2 separate regions of the Xenopus laevis genome follow, and region 1 is linked to region 2. The links are chromatin contacts, called in public Hi-C maps. All regions are on one chromosome and are shown on one strand. Each heading gives the region's core, a stretch centred on a gene start, on an enhancer-like site or on the middle of the called end of the contact. The rest is flanking DNA. Distances are from core to core; before and after follow the strand shown. Region 1 holds the start of carmil1.S (F-actin-uncapping protein LRRC16A). Region 2 overlaps carmil1.S (F-actin-uncapping protein LRRC16A).

The links. A called contact is a pair of places that touch in the nucleus more often than the background predicts.
Region 1: a Hi-C map of the XTC cell line shows a contact between it and region 2, with 4 times the contacts expected there. The contact joins the promoter of carmil1.S here to the enhancer-like site in region 2. A contact is called at or near these places in 2 of 4 Hi-C or Micro-C datasets (the XL177 cell line and the XTC cell line).

The regions. Positions count from the first base shown.
Region 1 is chr6S:83,217,365-83,224,039 of Xenopus_laevis_v10.1, reverse strand. It overlaps carmil1.S (F-actin-uncapping protein LRRC16A), which reads left to right and starts at 4,221. Exons shown (of 38, transcript XM_041567768.1): 1 at 4,221-4,259.
Region 2 is chr6S:83,078,520-83,085,133 of Xenopus_laevis_v10.1, reverse strand. carmil1.S (F-actin-uncapping protein LRRC16A) reads left to right here. Exons shown (of 38, transcript XM_041567768.1): 30 at 444-461; 31 at 4,814-4,880; 32 at 6,311-6,507. Among protein-coding and RNA genes, the nearest start is that of scgn.S, 26 kb to the right of the region's middle. Within about 2 kb of position 3,698, at least 1 of the 7 cell types and tissues checked has an H3K27ac peak or open chromatin away from gene starts, as enhancers often do.

The sequences.
Region 1 (6,675 bases), core at 2,972-5,471, 140 kb before region 2:
GTTTAACGTTTAATAACTGAGAAGAAGTGGCATAAAAACAAACGCAAGCAGAGTGGGAGATACATCCTAACTGCACCAGCAGATGGCTCCAAGCCCCTGCCCAGAGAGCTGCTAATATTGGGTCAGAACTGACACATTCACAACAGCATATGGCACATTACAAAAACATTGCTTTTTTACAACATACTTAAAGAACATTCTTAGATCTAAATAAAAGTGGGGAGGCGTAGAAGCCAGCTGTATCAAATGGTTTGATATGATCATTATATATAAATGAAGATTAATGTTTATAAATGTGATTTTGTTGCCACTTGACTTACATTTGTCTCATTACTTTGCATTAAAAGTGGAATAGTTCAAATCTTATACTAAGCTTTCTATATAGGGACAACAATTTTGAGTGGAAGAGAGGAAATTCTCATCCAAGTTACTTTTTTTGTACCAAGGGTGCATTTAGCATAAAACACCCAATCTTTGTTTCAGTAAAGCCAGTAAAGGATAATATCCCATAGAAGGCAATAGGGCAATGAGGGGACAACGTGTGGCACTCTGCTGCTGTGTTTCTCGCATGGGGAAATATACATTTTTACCATTAATAGCAAAAATAGTAGCCTTCCTATATTTTAGCCTATTATTAATACTGGCATAAAGCATAATTTCATACCCAGGAATGTATTCAAGGAAAGGAAGGCCAGGCCTAGGCTGGCATGTCAATAGGGCCAGTACCAGAGGTCCCATGGATTGCTGCAGACTGTTTAATACATAGAGAGAATGTTGTGGGGGGATATTTTAACTGAATGTTGTGGTTTTAGAGAACATTAGCCTAGTACCAAAGAGGTAAAACTGTCACTGTAACTACTATTCAGCTAAATAGTGTGGGATGCATTACCCTGAAACCCATTATCCAGGAAGCTCTGAATTACCAAAAGGCCATCTCGCATAGACTCCATTTTAATCAAATAATTCACATTTTTAAAAATGATTTTCTTTTTTCTCTATAAAAATAAGACTTACCTTGTACATCATCCCAACTGAGAAATATGTTTTCTTTCTTGAAGACAAAACAATCCTATCAGGTGTATTTGATGTTTAAAGGAGAAGTAAAACCCTTATTAAAGAAAAACCCTTACCCCTCGGTGCAGATTCACGGCATCGGCGTTCACAGGTGCCATCTTGTTCTTCTTTGGGCTTCATCGGGTCTTCTTCTGGCGATGCAACAATTATCATGACTTTCGGCGCATGTGCATTGTCAAAAACCCAAAGACTGCTCCAAATGCGCATGTGCCGATAGGGAACTTACTTCCCGTTGGAGACCGTGAATCTGCACCAAGGGGAAAGTAAAACATTAGGGGTATTTGCCCGGGGTAGCAGCTAGGCTAGGGAGGGAGGGGGTCTATTTAGGGTAGGGGTAGGTTTTTTTTAATAAGGGGTTTACTTCTCCTTTATTTATTATTATTTTTAGCAGATTTAAGGTATGGGGGTCCAAAAATGATGGAAAGATCCCTTATCCGGAAAACCCCAGGTTCTGTGCATTCTGTATAACAGGTCCTATACTCATATCTGTAATACACTAATGCAGAGCTGGGAGTGAATGCAAGCTTAGTACAGTATAGGGGTAAGCAGATGGAAGAGGTATGTGCGTGCCCAGCACCCACTTCACCTTTGTGCCCTAGGCATATATCTCTTCTGCCTACCACTAGTTCCGGCCTCGCACACATGTATGCAGTTATGGAACATTCTATCCAGAATGCTTTGGACCTGGGATTTTCTGGAGCAGGGATTTTGGTTCTCCATATTTTCAGTCTACTAAAAACGTTGAAATGTTAAATAAATAAAATAGCATTGTTTTGCCACCAATATGGATTAATGCAGCTTAATAAGAATCAAGTACAATTTTAGGGATACCATACCTGTATTTCTATAGTGAATAATATACTATCTATTGTAAAGATGCATGTCAATGCAAGTGCTACAGGTATATACAGGTCATGGAACATCACTGTGACTTCTGTTACAGGTATGAGATCTGTTATCCAGAAACTCATTATCCAGAAAGTTCCAAATTATGGGATGGCTGTTTCCCATAGACTTAATTTTAATAAAATAATTAGCATTTTTTGAATGATTTCCATTTTCTCTGTATTTATAAAACAGTACCGGTACCTCATACTTGATCCAAGCTAAGATATGAATCCTTATTAAAGGCAAAACAATGCTATTGGGGGTGTATTTAATGTTTAAATGATTTTTTGAGTAGACATAAGGTACGGAGATCCAAATTACGGAAAGATCCCTTATGCAGAAAACCCCAGGTCCCTAGCATTCTGCATAGAAATGATATCATTAAGCACTGATTATTATTGAAGGTACTATTGAGCACCGTTTATAATGATATGATTGGATATACTATTATTACTATCTATTATATCCCTTGAACATCTAGTTCTGACATCAGGATGTGCAGTTCATAACTTAAACAGACACCCACACTAGTGCTATGAACCACTAATGTGCCACTACTGTCTCAACCTCCCCCCATGACATAAAGGGAGCCAATCAGTAAGTGCACTGGTGCTCTGCAACCCACTCTATAGATGTTGTTTCAGGGCCCAATGATATTTCAAACCAAATGGAATTGAAATAAGGAGTTACAGGGCACTGTTATGATGCATAGGGGGAAATTAGTGGGTCCAAAGGAAAGCAATAGTTAGTGGTGGGCTGTAAGCAGAGTAAGTGTGTAAAGGTGGCACTATAGATTATAAAGTATTATTCAACCCTTGCTATTAGAAGCCAGAGTTCCATGCAACTTGTCCTCTGTCTACCATATAGGCACCCGTGGGCCCATGCCAAGAGTAGTAGCTTTAGGGGAGGCCCTACAGTTCTTTATTCTTGGGCGAAACGGCCAATGACATAGGAGGGCAGAGTTGTGAAGTTTCAGGGCCATGGGGTAGCCATTTTGGGGGTAGCATAGCATTGTGGCATGAGGCTGCAGGTGGGTCTGGGTGAAGTGATTTAGATTTGGAGAGTAGGCAGGGTTGGGCTCAATTTGGAACTCTTATATTATGAGACATTGATTGCATACTATTTTACATTACTCACTAATGGGTTGAGTACAGAGGACCTCTTGTATTTGTCTGTAAGAATTTTGTGGTCACAGACTCATTGCACCCCTGCTTACTGGTTTAAAATTATTGGTGAGCACGACTTTCCCATGTTTGTTATATTTATTGACCCCCTGTGCAGGTGAATGGTCTTCTGGATAAGCACCACAAGTGTGTTATATCCAGAGGACCGAGCTCTCCATCATTGTGCTAGTTGAGTAAGGGGGTGGAGTTGTGTCATGAGGGGGCAGCGGGACTGGGCCACGCATGGAGGCATCATAGGCAACAGAGTATTACAAATATATTGGCAACCAGGCCTGGATTTGTGGAGAGGCATGCACCCACACCCACATTGGTTCATAAACCCTGGGGATGCGATAGTTTTTCAAATTTAATGCGCGCCAATCCCCATTGCTTTGGTCCCAATGACAAAAATTTCAGCGAATAAAAGGGAGGGGACAGGGGTGACGAACAACAGCGGGCCCAGGGGTGCCCGCTATGTAAATACGACCCTGCTGGCAACTATATTCTGGTGAATTAGTAGTTATGGCTGGTATTTTACTGGCTATGCCAGTTATTAGAATTGCCAACTTTGTTCCACCTAATACCGGCCTTTGGGTTGGTCACAATGCCTAGATGGTAAATATAGAAATCACCCACTAGGTACCCAAGCCCACCCCCAGCTGCTACATCAAAATCCCCCACCCCTGCCCCTCACAACAACCTCAACTTACTGTCCAGTATCAATCAGGCCACAAAACAATTAAACATGGTCACCAGGGCCGCCATCAGGGGGAGGACAGGGGGGAGAGATGTAGGGAGCCCGAGGGTAAGGGGGGCCGGCCACACTGCACTTACTTGATTAGCCCCCCTGCTTTCTGAGAGCTGCCGACTTCGGGAAGGCAGGGCAGGAGCACAGGGGGAGGTATCTTCTGTCCATTACTTTCCCTTATTGGTCACAGAGTTGTCTCTGTTGAGCTGCTCAGGGATTGGATAGCTGAGGTTTGAACTTCTCCTCCAGCTCATCCAATCACCATGCAGCTTTACCGGGACTTGAAATTCTGTGACCGATAAGGGAAGAAAATGTTGTCACCTGTGCTCCCCTCCTCCCTTCTGTAGTTGGCAGCTCACTGACAGCAGGTGGGCCAAGCTAATGAAGTAAGTACAGAATGGCAGGGCTCCCCTAAAGGTAACCCTTTGTGGTCCTTGTGTGGTGGAGCCCAAATTTTTAAATTTCTGGGGGGGGGGGTCAAGTTATTTACATGGATGTTTAAGGGGGGCCCTGACCACAAACGTTTTTTTATTGGGGGGCCCTGACCACCAATATATTTTTATTAATATGTGGAAACCCTAGCCACCAATGTTTTTTTTTTTCTACTGTGTGGTGGGGGTGGGCCTGTGGGGTGGGGAGGGCACAGCCCAGGTGGGTCCAGGAAATTTCGTCGTATGGGGCCCTGCAATTTCTGATGGCGGCCCTGTGTTCCACTGTGGAACGTCTTTATTTTGTAGTTGCAATAGGGGGTGGCTGGCCTCTGGTTATGTCACCTTTATTACATTATTTACATTTTAGTCATTGCTTGGTACAGTGTTGTACAAAAGTCATTTAATCCATGACTAGCAGGCTATAAACGTTGTATGTTATGTTACCCAGGTATAAGCAGAGGGATATTACAGTTTGACCGTGGGCAGTGATTTTATTCATGTCTACAGTTTAAGTGTGGAGTTTATCTAATACACAACTCCGGCGCTCAGCTTGCTCACTCAGCCATGAAGTTCGCACCCTGAGGAGGTATTTTTTGCTCTTTTTCCTTCCCACCCTTCTAAGTCTCGCGAGCTACGGCGTGGGTGCAGGTGAGGGACCAGCTCAGGGTGCCACCCCTCCCTCCGCCCGTCGCTTACTCCTAATGGAACACCCTTCAGCCTGTAGGTGTGCTGCCTGTAGCGGCTCCCACAAAAGCGAGGAAGGGGGCGCTGTTGCGAAGAGACAAGGTGCGTGTGTGCGAGTGCAGCCCAGTGAAAGAGAGACTGCTGAGGAAATCCAGCTTTAGGGAAGACAGACAGAGACCTGCTGTTATCAGCCTCCCCTCCTCCTATCTGTCTTTCACACCCCACCCCCCTCTCTCTGGCTCTTTAAGCCTCTCCCACTAGTCAGTGCATGGGATTTTCTGAACCGGGATACAGTGTATTTCCTGCTTTCTGCTATTAATTTGGGGCATGGGAGGCTGCTGCCGGGGGTATGTACAGTACGCAGTGACATCATTTGCCCCTTGTGCATCGGATTTGCTGTGTGAGACCTTGAGGGATCTGTGTGGTGGAGCAGCTGGCTGCCTGCTACTGTTCAACCATCAAACACAAGAGGGGCTGACAGAATGACAGAAGAAACCTCCGAGGTCCCCAGAGAGTTGCTAGGTAAGACTGCTCTTCCTGGATGTATCACACTAAGCACCCACCTACCCCTATTGCATACATTGACTATGTGTCTGTATATATATCTATGTGAGCACATGCCAGTTGCACCAATAGGTGACTGGGGCTTAAGTCATACAACAAGAGTGGCACCTCCAACATATCTGTTATAATTATATATATATCTATATATATCTCTATATCTCTCTCTCTCTCTCTCTATATATATATATATATATATATATATATATATATATATAGTACTCCAAAAGTTACACACACAGCGAATCAAATCTATTTTAAGGTTTATTACAAAAATTGTTGATTATACATTACATCGACGTTTCAGTTCATGGTTTAGAACCTTTCTCCAGATGCTTATCCATGAGAAAGGTTCTAAACCATGAACCGAAACGTCGATGTGATGTATAATCAACAATTTTTGTAATAAACCTTAAAAGAGATTTGATTCGCTGTGCGTGTAACTTTTGGAGTACAGGATTTCACAATCTACACACAGCACCCAGCTAATGACTTGTGAATGACGTGTGCGGTCTTCAACGGTGGATATATATATATATATATGTATATATATATATTTATTTATATTTATAATAGATATCTTGGAGGTGCCACTCTTGTTGTATGACTTAAGCCCCAGTCAAAAAAAAGGTTAATATACCTATTGGTGCAACTGGCACGTGCTCACTGGCTTGCCTGGCACATCTGTAATTAAGTTCTTTGACTGAAGGTGACTGACTGCACCTCCACTTGCCCCTTTCAGTGCCCAATGGGTTAATGAAGTGGGAGTGACTGCTCACCTTTGTATGCTGGGGACTAAAACCTCACCAATGTTTGAGCCGCATGGATGAAATGTATTGACAGCACTGTAAATCTACAGTAGTAACAGCATGGAGTTTATTTTGGGATCAGAATGGATTTCTGTAAACATAACAGTCTCAGCCCCCTATGGGGATTCCTGCTAATGGCACTTAATAACAATGCTGAGCAGCTCCATGAGGATAATGGTGCCAGTGTATATTATCCTGTGTGTGTAGGAAGATCCTGCAGCAAATAAATTGCTGGCAGAAATCTACTATAGATTAGGCACACTTAGCAAAAAAAAAGAGATTCTTCATTAAGAAATGTCCAAGCTCTGGCTCTCCAG
Region 2 (6,614 bases), core at 2,449-4,948:
ACTGTAAATGAAAACAAGAAGCAAAGAATTTTACAATCCTGCCTTGTTGGGAAAAGAAAGAGAAGCCTGCCTTTTTTATTTTATCTCACTTTGTCATGGCCAGTGTGTTCCAGTCTATGCAGGTGCACGTCCAGAATAATAACAACACTGCTATTTAATGTGATTATAGTGTGTACAGTGTTGATTAGATCAGATCTGTTAGCCAGACTGTTTGAATTAACGAGTGGCGTTGGTCATAAGGCATATACTCCCTGAGTCTGAGAATATTATCATTTCTGACAAGGCCAGAAGCAGTAGCCCAGTCCCTTCATTTTACTTACTATGTCTTTGTTATTTTATTATTTTTATTTTACGTTTTTGGCTTCTCTTTGCTCTTTATTGATGTTTCCTGCTTTCTTTTCTTTTTATTCATATCCTTTCCTTTTTCTTTTTGCTGCTTGGAGACTCTCTGCTGTAGAAGTGTAAGTATTTTCATTTTTGCGTTTTTTTTGTCTCTTCTTTTAGACTATCCTGCTTTATTTGCCTTTCTGCTGCATGCCTGTCTGTCTCTTGGGTTTTTTACAAAGGCATTTTTTTTATCACTGTTACTAAAAGAACACCATTAATACTCATCAATATAGACTTTCAGAAAACGGTTGTGCTTTTGAAGGAATCTTGTGCTGAGAGCAATACATATATTGGTTGTATCTTTTAAAACAAGTGAGTCTTGGAGCCTTCTGCATTGTGTGCAGCTAGCATCTATTTTCAGCCAACTGGTTAAAATGCTATGATTTAAGTCACTGGTGAGACAAGATTTGTAAATCTTTTCTATACATGCCTTGAAAGTCATCTTAAAACAGAATGTACTCGCATGTCTCATGCTACACACAAAAAGAGAGACTTAAACCCTCCTGGGAGAAGACATTCACATCACTCCTTAATGTTCCTGTGGCCAACTATTCCCTCAGAACCATTGGTGTAATGGAACAGATACATTCTAATATTTTAGAGCCATATATTCAAAATTGCAAAAGCCTATTTCTTTAGTTCAGGATATTCAAAATGGCTTCTGAAGGGATCTTTGAGATCATCACAGTTAGGTTGAGAAGAGGTAAAGAGCTGAAGAGTCCTTTTTAATACAAGACATGCAGTGAAAACCATCTTAAAACAGATGTTCACATGCTACATGCTTGCTAGGATTGCCACCTGTCCAGATTTGACCCGGATTGATTTGGTGATTGGCCAACCTCCACGTCATAGCTCCGTCCACCAACCAACCCGTGGGATGTCCTTGTCCTGCCCACAATGTAATTGCCCCCCCCCCGTGATGTCAGTGGAATGCCGCAACCCTATATCTTGTAATGGTTCTGAATTATGCTGTAGGCTAAGGCTCTATCTGTTCTAGATAGCTCAGCCTGCAATTGTGAATTTTTATTAAAAAGTCCGAAGTTTCTCTTAGATCTCCTGCACTGATGCCAGAAAAAGATACATTTGTTACAATTTAAGATAAGCAAAGAAACAATTGTAGCTTTTTATAACATAGGCACAGTACAAATAAGATTTAGGCTGCTCCAAACTCACCCCCTGTGTGATCTTCTTAGTGTAGCTCCATTTTTTAGTTGTTGTGATCTGGGTGCTCTGCCATCAGCGTCCCCACTGAAATAATAATTGCTCAAGGAATAGAAAGGCGGCACTCCGGTTAGATAAAAAAAAGGTGGTTTATTCCAACAGGTCACTAACCAACATCACCTGACGCTTTTCGGGAGTAACTCCTTTAATCATGGCCTCAGGCGTCGGATTGATGTTGGTTTGTAACCTGTTGGAATTCTATTTTAAATTGGTCATGAACTTGTATGACAGGATAGCAGTTAGGCCTTTTCAGTGCAGTTTTCAGCTCCGCAAACAAGAAAGACATGATGGAACGGAACACTATGAAGAGTGACTAAGTGAATAAAACACATAGAGAATTCAGTTATGAAAATATGATATATTCAATACATTTATTAATACATTTTATTCATACATACATTTTCTCACTTCTGACTTGTAGTTAAGCTTTACTGGCCAAAAATAAAGGAATTTTTTAGCCAGTTATAAACTTTGGGAAGGTGAGGTGTTTCAGACAGACCATGTGACATACCAATAGATGTGAGTGTGTGTAAAAAAAAAAATACAAAATATTCATTAGGACATATTGGGCAAAAACCTAACGCGTTTCGTGCCTGTTGGGGCACTTACTCATAGGAATTTTTTAGCCAATTATAAACTTTGGGAAGGTGAGGTGTTTCATACAGACCAGTCAGGTCCCCTATAATTATATTTCTGGGGAGAACTCTGACTGTTTTATGAGAACAATTAACCAAAAGTTTTATTTTTTCTCCTCTAACAGAGAGCACAAGTTCTTTTTCTGGTGACAATATTTTGGTGGATTCTCTATTTTTGTCCACCGGGTTCCGGGTGCTGAACTCCGTTTCAAAAAATCTCCTTTTATTCCAGTGTTAAAAAATTACATTGCATTAACGTTTCTGTTTTGGTTTAAAACCTTTGTCAAAGTGCTGTTGTAAGTTCATAAAGTTACAAAATTTCAAGTATAAAGTACTCTTATTACAGCAAAAGAAATACACTTATGACTACATTATAGGAGGCTACAACTAAACACAGGACTTGGGGTGTTCCGAATAACTTATCTTTCCATAATTTGGTTCTTCATGCCTTAAATCTGCTAGAAAATCATTACATTAAATAAACTTAAAAGGCGGGTTTTCCTTCCAATAAGGATTAATTACATCTTAGTTGGTATCAAGTACAAGGTACTGTTTTATTATTACAGAGAAAAAGGAAACGGTTTTTTAAAAATTTAAATATGGTAAACAGCCTTTTTGAAATTTGTAGCTTTCTGGATAACGGATCCCATATCTGTACTATTAGTGTTTACATAACATTTTTCTCAATATTTGCAAATACAGTCTGTAGCTCTGTTGTTTTTAGTAATTAATTGTACTTATTGCCCACTCTTTACTGAATATGGTAGGCTAAATAACTAAATACTAAATATTTCTTTAACATCAACATTTAACATCTATTCATATTTATTAAGCCTAGAAATGGAATAAATTGCATCTCTGCCCTTCAAATTCCACTCCATACAGTATGCAAATGTGCAGTGCTGATTGTGGATAAAAGTAAAGTCTGTCTGTGAAGCCTGAATGATTCACACAAAAAATAAAAGGCCTCAGGGGCATCACAAAACCTTTTCAATGAACTTGTGCATTAAATATGGCAAAGCTAAAATTGCACACTGTTATCCAATTCATTTTTAGGATAAGAGGGTAAACAATGTTATATTGTCTGAAAAATATATTACTTTCATTACTAATAGTGTAAATAAATCCTTAAGTCTCTGTACTATATATGGGTCAGTGCAAATAAATAGATAATGTTAATATGCGTAAAAGGGGAATGTTTCTCATCCTCTGAGTTAATTCATGGTTTGTTCTGAAATGTTTATATAAACAACCATGCCCCACCAATTGCACCACTGGCAATTGGAAGACTGTTGGGGGAATATATATATAAAACATGTTTATGTGTTTATGTAAACAGTTTTTCTTATGTGCATATTTCATTTTTGTTTTTGAGAACATTTAGTGCAGTAGTTAGAGGTGGGCACAGCAGAGAGCAGAGGGCTGTGCTAGAAATGAATGTGCTGAGTACAAAGCTTTTTTTAGCCCAAAGGGGGTATCTTAGCACAAAGAACCTTCTTATAATGTAAATGTATTGTTTAGTTTGTGTAAAAACGTCACGGTCAGGTCTGAGGGGACTCTACAAAATGTTAAGCATTATTTGAATTTGAGTAAAAAAAACCTATGTTTAGTATTTCTGTTGTATAGGTCTTTGTTTGATTTAGGAAAGAAGGGTTATTTATCTAGATATTTTTCTAGATTCAAAAAAACTCTGGAAACCATATTTCAATGTGTCAATGCTCACTGTATGCAATCAAACATCTTATATAATGTTATTCCTAATGTCATTTTCTGACAAAAATTATTATGTCACATTCAAGTATTACAATTTCAAATGCCTAATGTACAATTATACATTCATATTTTTGAAAATATCTATTTCATTTCTGAATTCTTATGCATTTCACCCATTAAAGTTAAACATCTTCAATTCAAATTTAAGGAAAATTTGGCCAAAACGAATTCCAGTCAGCCACTGGCTGCCACCCACTGGGTATCACAATTATCACCTTTAACACAGTGCAAAGATATGTTCCAATCATAAAATACCATCCAGTAAGGCAGAACCTGTGGATGATATTTGCCACTGTAGAATTGAGCTATACGTGCCTATCTCTTACATTGGTATTAAACGTTTGATAAGATCCCTTGCTCATAAGAGGCAATTAGGCAGGCTGAGCTCTTTTGTAAAAGCAATATACGTTATGGAAGCTGGACTAGCATTAATTCTCTACATTACAATTGTGAGCCTGCCACTCTCCATGGATTAACTGGTTACAACAGAAAGCAGCCTACTATGAATGTTATTCATTTTTTATGTCCCCTAGATTATAGAGCACTCTGGTCTCAATTAGTATAAACTGTATTTAGTAATAGTGCAACCTGGTCACCTTAGTGCACAAGTCTGACGCCCCCTGAGAGGCAGATAATCAGTTAGCACAGTAATTACTTTTTGTAAGTGTCCAACGTGAGGGTGAGAGTTTTATGTAAGTGTAGCCTTATTTTTATTAATGCTATTTTATGAATGTAAAAAACATCAAAATTGATTCTGGGTCTAAGCGTAACGCTTCTGTTTACTGTTCTTTTTCCAGATGACGCCCAAGTCAAAGAGAAAGAGCATTCACAGCAGAATGCTTCGCCCAGTTTCCCGAGCTTTTGGTAAGTAGTCTGAACAAATGTCTGCCTAAATAATTCAGGAACCAACTAACTTTGATGTGTCTTGGTCTTGAAAACATGACATATATTTTGCATTCCACTCACAAAGAGCAGAGATAAGGTCATTCTCCAATCATTTCTGAAAAGTAGACAAGTGTCGCAAAGCTGTAACAGTTTCTTTCAGAGAAAGCTGGCAACTGTCAGGGAGTTCAGGCATATGTCATGTAATATGATTATTTTTTATCATGCACTTGCATAGCTAAAACACAATGCTGCTATGTTAATTACAGAAATAAACATTGTGCTTTGTACACAAGTTCCCCACCAGTACCTTTGCCACCCACATTGGAGAGTTTCCATTTGCTGGGTAGATTTTTCAATCCTTTTTTCCTGTTTAAAGGGATCCTGTCATCAGAAAACATGTTTTTTTCAAAACGCATCAGTTAATAGTGCTACTCCAGCAGACTTCTGCACTGAAATCCATTTCTCAAAAGAGCAAACAGATTTTTTTTATATTCAATTTTGAAATCTGACATGGGGCTAGACATATTGTCAATTTCCCAGCTGTCCCTGGTCATGTGACTTGTGCCTGCACTTTCTGGCAGGCTGCTGTTTTTCCTTCTCAATGTAACTGAATGTGTCTCAGTGGGACATGGGTTTTTACTATTGAGTGTTGTTCTTAGATCTACCAGGCAGTTGTTATCTTGTGTTAGGGAGCTGTTATCTGGTTACCTTCCCATTGTTCTTTTGTTTGGCTGCTGGGGGGGGGGGAAGGGAGGGGGTGATATCACTCCAACTTGCAGTACAGCAGTAAAGAGTGATTGAAGTTTATCTGAGCACAAGTCACATGACTTGGGGCAGCTGGGAAATTGACAATATGTCTAGCCCCATGTCAGATTTCAAAATTGGATATAAAAAAATCTGTTTGCTCTTTTGAGAAATGGATTTCAGTGCAGAATTCTGCTGGAGCAGCACTATTAACTGGTTCATTTTGAAAAAAATGTTTTTTCCCATGACAGTATCCCTTTAAGGTTTAAAACTTTCCTAGTCTGGCAATAAATGATGTTTATGTTTATACATATTAGGAATTTGACAATATTCTTGTCTTGACGATTCTGGTCTGGAATATATATTTACATTGGATACTATATTTTAGATTACTGCACCTAGATAACAGCATCACACACACACATATAGCATAGGGTTTGCTTAGAGAGAGAGAAACGCACAACTAATTCAGATGAAAAATAATTCTGGTGCTTATTTAGCCCATTTGGCAAACAATGTAGTACAGGTATAGGATCCGTTTTCAGGAAAGCTCCGAATTACGGAAAGGTGGTCTCCAATAGACTCCATTTTATCCCTGGTTTTGGCCAATGCTAGTGTAAAAGCAGTATAAGGATTAATTATCACTTTTGATATTTGAATTTTAGAGATGGAATTTGATTTGGACAGAGTTCTGAAAGAAGTCCCGATACATATTGAGGACCCTCCCTACCCATCCAGCAGGCCAGACAAACGTACATCTAGTGCGATAGCAGAACTACCCTCAGGAGAAGGCAAAAAATTGGAACATTTCACAAAACTACGTCCCAAAAGGATGAAGAAGCAACAACCAAGCAAAACCACAGTAAGATCGTATCCTGCACTGTTCTGTAGAGTGCCTTGTTCTTAATGCATTATCTTATTGTAGGAGGATTAGCTTTTGTGGATCTTTTGCACTGTTTATTTCAGGAA